Regions from separate parts of the Mus musculus genome. Here region 2 is linked to region 1. The links are chromatin contacts, called in public HiChIP or PLAC-seq maps. All regions are on one chromosome and are shown on one strand. Each heading gives the region's core, a stretch centred on a gene start, on an enhancer-like site or on the middle of the called end of the contact. The rest is flanking DNA. Distances are from core to core; before and after follow the strand shown. Region 1 overlaps Anks1 (ankyrin repeat and SAM domain containing 1). Region 2 overlaps Ppard (peroxisome proliferator activator receptor delta).

The links. HiChIP or PLAC-seq counts read pairs in DNA pulled down with a chosen protein or histone mark.
Region 2: a contact with region 1 is called in a FOXA1 HiChIP or PLAC-seq map of pancreatic cancer cells. The contact joins two enhancer-like sites. A contact is called at or near these places in 1 of 39 promoter capture datasets (pre-B cells) and 1 of 115 datasets of contacts at active chromatin or transcription factors (pancreatic cancer cells).

Annotation. Positions count from the first base shown.
Region 1 is chr17:27,974,628-27,978,234 of GRCm38.p6, reverse strand. Anks1 (ankyrin repeat and SAM domain containing 1) reads right to left here. Exons shown (of 25, transcript NM_181413.4): 2 at 3,250-3,330; 3 at 1,518-1,674. Among named protein-coding and RNA genes, the nearest start is that of Gm35290, 31 kb to the left of the region's middle. Within about 2 kb of position 1,769, at least 44 of the 459 cell types and tissues checked have an H3K27ac peak or open chromatin away from gene starts, as enhancers often do. A contact at or near this core is called in pancreatic cancer cells, where this site is marked.
Region 2 is chr17:28,278,534-28,282,140 of GRCm38.p6, reverse strand. The region is part of intron 2 of Ppard (peroxisome proliferator activator receptor delta); the gene reads right to left. Among named protein-coding and RNA genes, the nearest start is that of 1810013A23Rik, 8.6 kb to the right of the region's middle. Within about 2 kb of position 1,925, at least 96 of the 459 cell types and tissues checked have an H3K27ac peak or open chromatin away from gene starts, as enhancers often do. A contact at or near this core is called in pancreatic cancer cells, where this site is marked.

The DNA of each region.
Region 1 (3,607 bases), core at 520-3,019:
CCAATGCAGTGCTCACGACTGCCTGGATCCAATGTGCTCTTCCAGGTTCTTTGGACAGCCTGCCCAGCCGCTGCCTGCAGTGTTCAAGCACTGGGCCACCACCTTCCTATCCTGGACTACTCCAGGCTAAAGGCAGTTGTGAACAAGACAAGCTAGCACACCCAAGTGGCTCAAAACCCCAAGCAGCCATGTCTCAAGGCAAAAGTGGGTGAAGACAGGGTTAGACATGATGGCTGAAATGGTTGAGGTAAGGATTTCAGCAGGTGGCCATTTTCCAACACTGAAGAGTATTAGTTCCAAGCAAGCTTCTCTGTGTGCTTTTTTCAGAGAGAAGGCTGCAGTTTCAATCAGGAGAATCACACTTAGGCTCTAGGAAGGCAAGTCTAAGACCACCGCCACCCCGGCACACAGGCATCCTCGCTGACAGTCTGAGCACCTGCTGCTCACCTACCTGGAAGCCCACCCGTGCAGGAATACAGGACTGACTGACCACTGCCTACACCCAGTCTCCAAATGGAGGCCTCTGGGACCCAGGTGGTTTCCCTCTGGTAGCTCAGTGGAAACCTGTGTGGGCCTTGCTAGTGAGTAGACTTGCCAGGTGGTGTCCCAAGTTCTGAGGATGAACCTCATCTACTCTACAGAGAGGAACAGCCCCCTGGGGCTGTGTCCTGAGGGGGACAGCCCTGCACTCACTCAGGAGCAGCTTAGTGCAGCCAAAGCAGCAGGGCCAAAGCCGGATATGGACATCCTAGGAGACTTTGTCACTGAACATGTCTCCAGGGAACAGAGAGGCTATCCAAGAGCACTCAACTGCAGAGGCCTTGTGAGGTTTGGGGCGGTTCTCTTCTCTCCTTTTTAGCACATGCTTGCCCTCAGAGTGGTGTTGGAGGACACAGGAAGTGATCTCCATACCACTGGATCACTCTGACCTGCATCTGGAGGATTTTTTTCAGCATCAGGACAAATTCTTTCAGTTCTGCGCATTGTGATGTCTGTAAAGTAACAGGATTGCTCACACAGCACTGACTAATGCTGGCAAGCTGTGCTCACTGCATGTTGATGGCATAAGCAGAAATTATAATTATGTAATCTCTCCTGTTTAAAACTCACTCTACATAATTTCAAAAGATTTGCATCAACTTTTATACTGTGAGTCTGTGTGTGTGTATGCATGTGTATGAAATTTTAGTACAAATCTTCATGAGTCAACTGCACAAAAATGTATCCTCCTGCTGGACAAGGTGGCGCATGCCTTTAATCCCAGCACTTGGGAGGCAGAGGCAGGTGGATCTGTTGGGTTCAAGGCCAGCCTGGTCTAAGAGTAAGTTCCAGGACAGCCAGGGCTGTACAGAGAAACTCTGTCTTGAAAACAAAAAACAGACAAACAAGATGCAGCCTCCAGAACACGGCCCCCCACTCCTCCTGATGAGGGAGGGAGGGTCATGTCTAGGGAGCAGAGGAACCCTAAGTGCATGAGGCCAGGGCGTGCACAGGGAGGACACTCTCACTCTCCCGACCTGTTCGTTGACTCTGGTGTGTGAGGGCCCTTGCTGGATGAGCAGACGTACTATCTGGGCGTCTCCTTTCCACGCTGCCAAGTGCAGCGGGTAGCAGCCTTTCGAGTCAGCAACGTTGGTCAGCGCGTCGTTCCTCAGAAGGACCTCGACCACATCCCTAGAAAGCAAAAGCCATCCATGAGCTCATGGGTCTTCCCATGTGTGTACCGCAAACTGCTTTCTGACCCCGCCTCTCGATGGCTAGCCTCCTCTGAGGTCACTGCCCGGGCTTCTCCCTCTAATGCCCACAGCTAGCATGTGGCTGCTAGGTGGCTGACTCACCGTGACCAGTGACTCACCTCCCTTTCTTGATAATCCATCTATGTCCTGTAACTTTGAAAATGTCTGGACCCCTTGTCTGAACTGTGCATTACTCCCCACCTTGGGATACTTATTTAGCATGCAGGGGTAGAATTTACATGAAGGCGGTTACACCAGACAGGTGATGTCCCTTCGCTACCTACTCCAATGCCTTGGATGTGGGAGCTAAAAGAGGACAGAGCAAAATCAATGTCACAGACGTCAGACACACAGAGAGTCAGACACACAGAGAGTCGACACTGCTAATGAGGCGGACACACACGTGTAATTATCCCCAGGCACACAAGCCAATGAAAAGCCGCCCCGTGGACACAGACAGGGCCTGGGGAGGAGCCTGGCTAACAAACTTAGAGTTGAGGGTTCATTAATTCAGACTTTCCCGACTACTAGAGAGGGTTCTCAATGTATTTTTTTTTCTTTGTGTGCATACACGCAGAAGCCAGAAGATAATCTTTGGAAGCCATTTCTCTACATCTACCATGTGGGTCTGAGGGATCAAACTCAGGTCACCTGGGACGCAGCCAGTGCTTTATCTGCTGACCCATCATCCTGGCCCTGGATGTTACCTTTAGGGTTGTTTTAGAAAAGACACAGTGTTCATGCTCCAAATTGAGAAAAGGTCAACGCTGGAGCAAGCTCTCACGGTGGACCCTGCATGGTGGGCCTTCAGCTTGACCACAAACTGGACAAGTAACAGAATCCTGCAAGGTGGGGTGGGCCCATTCCTTGCTCATTACAATGTAAAATGAGGGGTTCATGGCTCGGGCTTACTAGGCCACACCCATGCAGCTCTTCCCCTTTGGACTCTGCTTCCCACTCTGCACACTATTTTTCCTGTCCCCCTGGTTTCTGTTCTTCTGCATCTGGGCAAACCCACTTCGTGCCCCACGACTTCTGCCTGTGCTGCGCTGAGCCTCGGGCGTCAGTCCACTGATGACTCCCTGCTCCCCGGAGCCCAGTTTCTCCAGGAAGCTCTCACACCACCTTCCCACTCAAGTTCTGATGGCCTCCTCAGACTTAAGAGGCCTTCCATCTCCTGGGTTCACCAGGGTGGACACCGTGAGGTGCCAGTGTCTGTGTGCTCTGCTGTCCTGAGTGGGCCCATCACAGTCCCAGCATGGCTTGTGTGCTAGAGCCCTCCACAGGAAGGGCCTCCAGGAGAGAAGGTGAAATTCACTTCTGTCTAAGACTTCTCTGGGGCTGGGGGTAGAAATGGAGCATCATGGTTCACAGAAGAGAAACCTGGCCTCTGCCCACACTGTGCTGTCTGCTTCTCTCTGTGCGCAGTGCCCCGCCTAGGCAGCCTCATAGGAGATGGAGACTCCTGAGCTGGGCTCCGCAGGGTGGGCAGGGAGGAGCCCCTGGTACTTACCTGTGTCCATTCAAAGCAGCGTGGTGTAGTGGCGTGTAGCCGGTGCTATCTACACAGTTCACGTTCGGCCCTCTCCACATGCTGAAAAGACAGAGAGAGAGATTTTAACGGCTGAAGTCATAGCCAGGTCAGAGACAGCTGGCATATGGTGTAGTAAATAACCAAACCAGAGGCTTCTGAAGACTACTCGTACAGACAGCGGGTGCACACCACCTAGAGGAGACGCAAGCCTACGTGAAGGCCATACTGTCACCCAGGGGCCAGTTCCACCTCTGCTGGCCCACCTGGGCCGCATCATTTACTCAGTTTGGAACTTAGCCCTCTGAATACTCCCAACCAATCCAGATGTCACCCAAAC
Region 2 (3,607 bases), core at 676-3,175, 300 kb before region 1:
AAGCCTGAAGACCCAGCTGGATCCCTGGGGACCCATGTGGTGTAGGGAGAGAAATGACTTTGCAAGCTATCTTCCGATTTTCATGGGTTAGCTGGGATATGCGTGCAACACACACACACACACACACACACACTCATGGGTATATACCCATGTACACACAGGCACATATACACACACTCATGGACACGTGCACACACACATAAATTCAACGGTAAGTAAGGTCTAGCCTGCTGACTGGGAAAGACAAGGAAGGTGGCACGAAGACTAAATGAGTGAGGCTCCTAGAAAGAGCTTTGACAGGAAGAAGACACACTGTCTGTACTGGGCCTTGTCAGCCACAGAGACAAGACGTTTGTCCATCTGTTACATGAGGAGAAGCTGGGTGAGGGGCACACAGCACATTAATTTCAAGTGCTTTCTGACCAAGCCACTGGTGCCTGGGCTCCATCTCCACTCCCCTACTGTCCTGTCCCTGGCAGTCCATTCACTCAGCCCTGCTTGGCATAAACAGCCCTTAAGGACCAATGCCTCAGCCCTCACCCCAGTCTTAAACACAGAAAGGGACAAGAGCTTGGAAATGCTTAGAAGGGGCTGTCCCCTCCCTGCATGTGGCCCTTACAGTGCAGCCAGGTGTCACCTCCACCTGTCTGTCCAGTTCCTTCACTGTTTCTGCTGGCTGAGCATTCATGAGGCCAGCAATGTGCAACAAAATCCCTGGACTGTTCCGATTCTGGGGCCCGCGTGCGCGCGCGCACACACACACACACACACACACACACACACACACACACACACACTCACACACACGTATGCATTCGTGAGTGTTCAGTACACACAGTCCCAGCTCTAGGACCCAGGCTCACCTCCCAAGAAGAGACCCTGGGGGATAGGAGGGAGGAAAGGGAGGGGTAGATATGGGAGTGGCAAGCCCCACCCATCTCTCACTGGTGGGGGAGGGGGGTCGGGAATTGTGCAGGCAGAGGCAGAAGCAGGAGCTGAACCCAATGACCCTCTAGAGGACTGCCACACAGCAGAAGGAGGCTGCAGGGAAGGGCTTCCTCTCAGGACACCCCGTTGCTGCTGCCTGGGAGATGAGCTAAGGGACCGCAGGTGCTCTGCCTGGTGGCTCAGTTCCCATGCTGGCTAAGCAGGCTATGTGCTTGGTGACAGAAGGCCTGCCCTGCCTGGGGTGGAGATAGCTGGGGGAGTCAGCATGCTAGGTCCCCCTTCATAAGCCCCAAATCAGAGCTTTCTCACTCTCTACCACCCTGGGGCTAGCTCCACTCTCTCTGGCTTACTAACCCTGTGGGCACTGACCCTTCTTATAAATACCCAAAGAACCGGATGCTACTGTCCCCATTTAACAGATGAGGAATTGGTAGCTCGAGGTCAAGTCTTAGTCACAGCACCATGTGCCTTCTGTGCACTGCTGGGTCAAGAACACAGCAGAAGCAAGCTGGCTCAGAGGCAGGCTCCAGAGTGCCGGAATCTCCTGTCATTCTGAGTCAGGAGCCCTCACACCGCCTGACTTCTGTGTGGCTGTAAGCCCTCAGCTCAGTCTGTCACAAGAGTCTGCCACAGAGCCCCTGCCACAAAGTCACCACGTCATAGCTGAGGTCACCACAGGCTCTAGTCTCTGAGTCTTCCTCTAGCCCTTCCTTCTGTCCCCTGTCCCCTCGCACCACCATGACGCTCAGGCCAGAGGCTCAGCCTGGGACTGGAGTGCCGCTGGCTCCTGGGAGGCTCACCGGCTCCCTGGGCTCCCCCTGGCGCTCCTTCCAAGAAGCCTTCCTGGGCTAGCACTACCCCACCCTGCTTACCTCAGTCCTGTCTCCAGATCTGCAAGGTCTGCTGCCGCCCTGGCCTCACCGCACCACCATACCCCAGGACTGTCCTCTGCTCTGCTGGCACGGTGCCCCTTAGTGAGTGTTCAACAGGCACTTGGTGAATGGATAAGCACTCGGACAGCCTTGGCCTGCAGCCCTCGCCAAGGGATACCATTTCCTCATGTCCCTGCCACTCACATCTGGTGCCCTTTAGAAGCTACCTCTACCAGCTCCTGGGTCAGGCTTCCATCAGACCCCGGCTCACCACCCCTCCCCCAATCTGGGGATGACACTCGTGTTCCCAAAGTTCTCAACGAAGTGCAGCTGCCTACCAGGCAGTAAGGTCCAAGAAGCATAGAGACACTGAAGCAGGTGTGCAGGGCAGGGCCTCCGGCAGGGACTGTGACTGCAGTGTGTGTGTCACTGCCTTTGGTCTGGAGGAGACTCTGCTGAGCCAGGACACTGATTGTAAAGTGCGCAAGCTCTGGGACCCCGAGACCACCACAGTTCTCACTCCCCAATCCCGTCCACCACAGGAGATCTTCAGGGCCTCCCTGCCCTATCCCTGAATTCTCTGAAGAGGCACAAAGTCAAACAGAAGGAGACTGACCGGGAAAGAGCACTGTTGTCTCTACTGAGACAGCCTGTGCCTTCCTCACCTCCTGCCCCCACCACTCTCCAGCTTCCACTCCTTCCCTGCCGACTGTGGAGGTGGGGGTGAGGGTTACAAGTGTCCCTGAGGCACAGGTTGTCCCATGCCTCTAATGAGTGGCTTGGGACCAGCGTGGAGGGGCCCTAAGAGAAAGTAGCTGGATGATGGTCCCCAGCTGCCCTATCAATCAGTAATCTGTGTGCTGACCCAGTGACCCAATTTTCTGGGCCAGCAACTCTGCAGTACTCGCTGCTTCCCATTTGCCAATCCAGGTCACCCCATGTCCTCAGGGTACCTGAGGCCAGGGTAGATTCACCCTAGTGGGTACCTGAGGTCAATCTCCAAAAACCAGAAAGAGCAGGTACCAAACAGGACAAAACGGCCCTTGTATTTCTAGTTAGTTCTCTGAGCATCCAGAAGCAGCACTCAATGAAAATAAAAGCTCTGGCAGCCAGAGAAAGAGAGCAGGAGCTCTTGCCTGAGCTGGGAAACAGGAAGTGAGGGGCCTCAGGTGGGCTGCCAGCCCGGCTCTCAGCAGCCCTTGACTCTGGGATGGGAGGGGTAATGTCCACCCCACCCCCAACCATAGATAGATGGAGAATGTTCTAGAATGCCATTTCACAAACAAGAAACGTAAATTATGTGAGGACTTGGGCTCACAAAAAAAAAAAAAAAAAAAAAAAAAAACAACAACAACAAAAACCCAAGCCTGGTGTAGTGCATGCCTGCTATTCCAGCTGAGGCTGAGGCAGGAAGACTGCTGCAAGTTCAAGGCCAGCCTGGGCTAGCTACATAGTGAGATCCAGCCTTCCCTAGGCAGGGGTGGGCATGCAGTTAGATGGCTTGGTGTATAAAGGTGCTTTACCACCAAGCTTGATGAACTGAATTCAACTCCTGGGACTTATACGGTAGAAGGAGAGAATTGATTTCCACATGAACCAGAAGTAATGGCATGTAACTGTACGCGCGTGCACACACACACATACAAATAAGCCAAAAAGATAGCTTTAAAAGTGCTTGTCACAAAGTCACAAAGACCTGAGTTCAACTCCCAGAAGCCGGGGGTGGGAGAGCCAGGAGCAGCGACACACATTTATACTGCAGGAGTGTGGAGCTGAGGCTGCGAAGA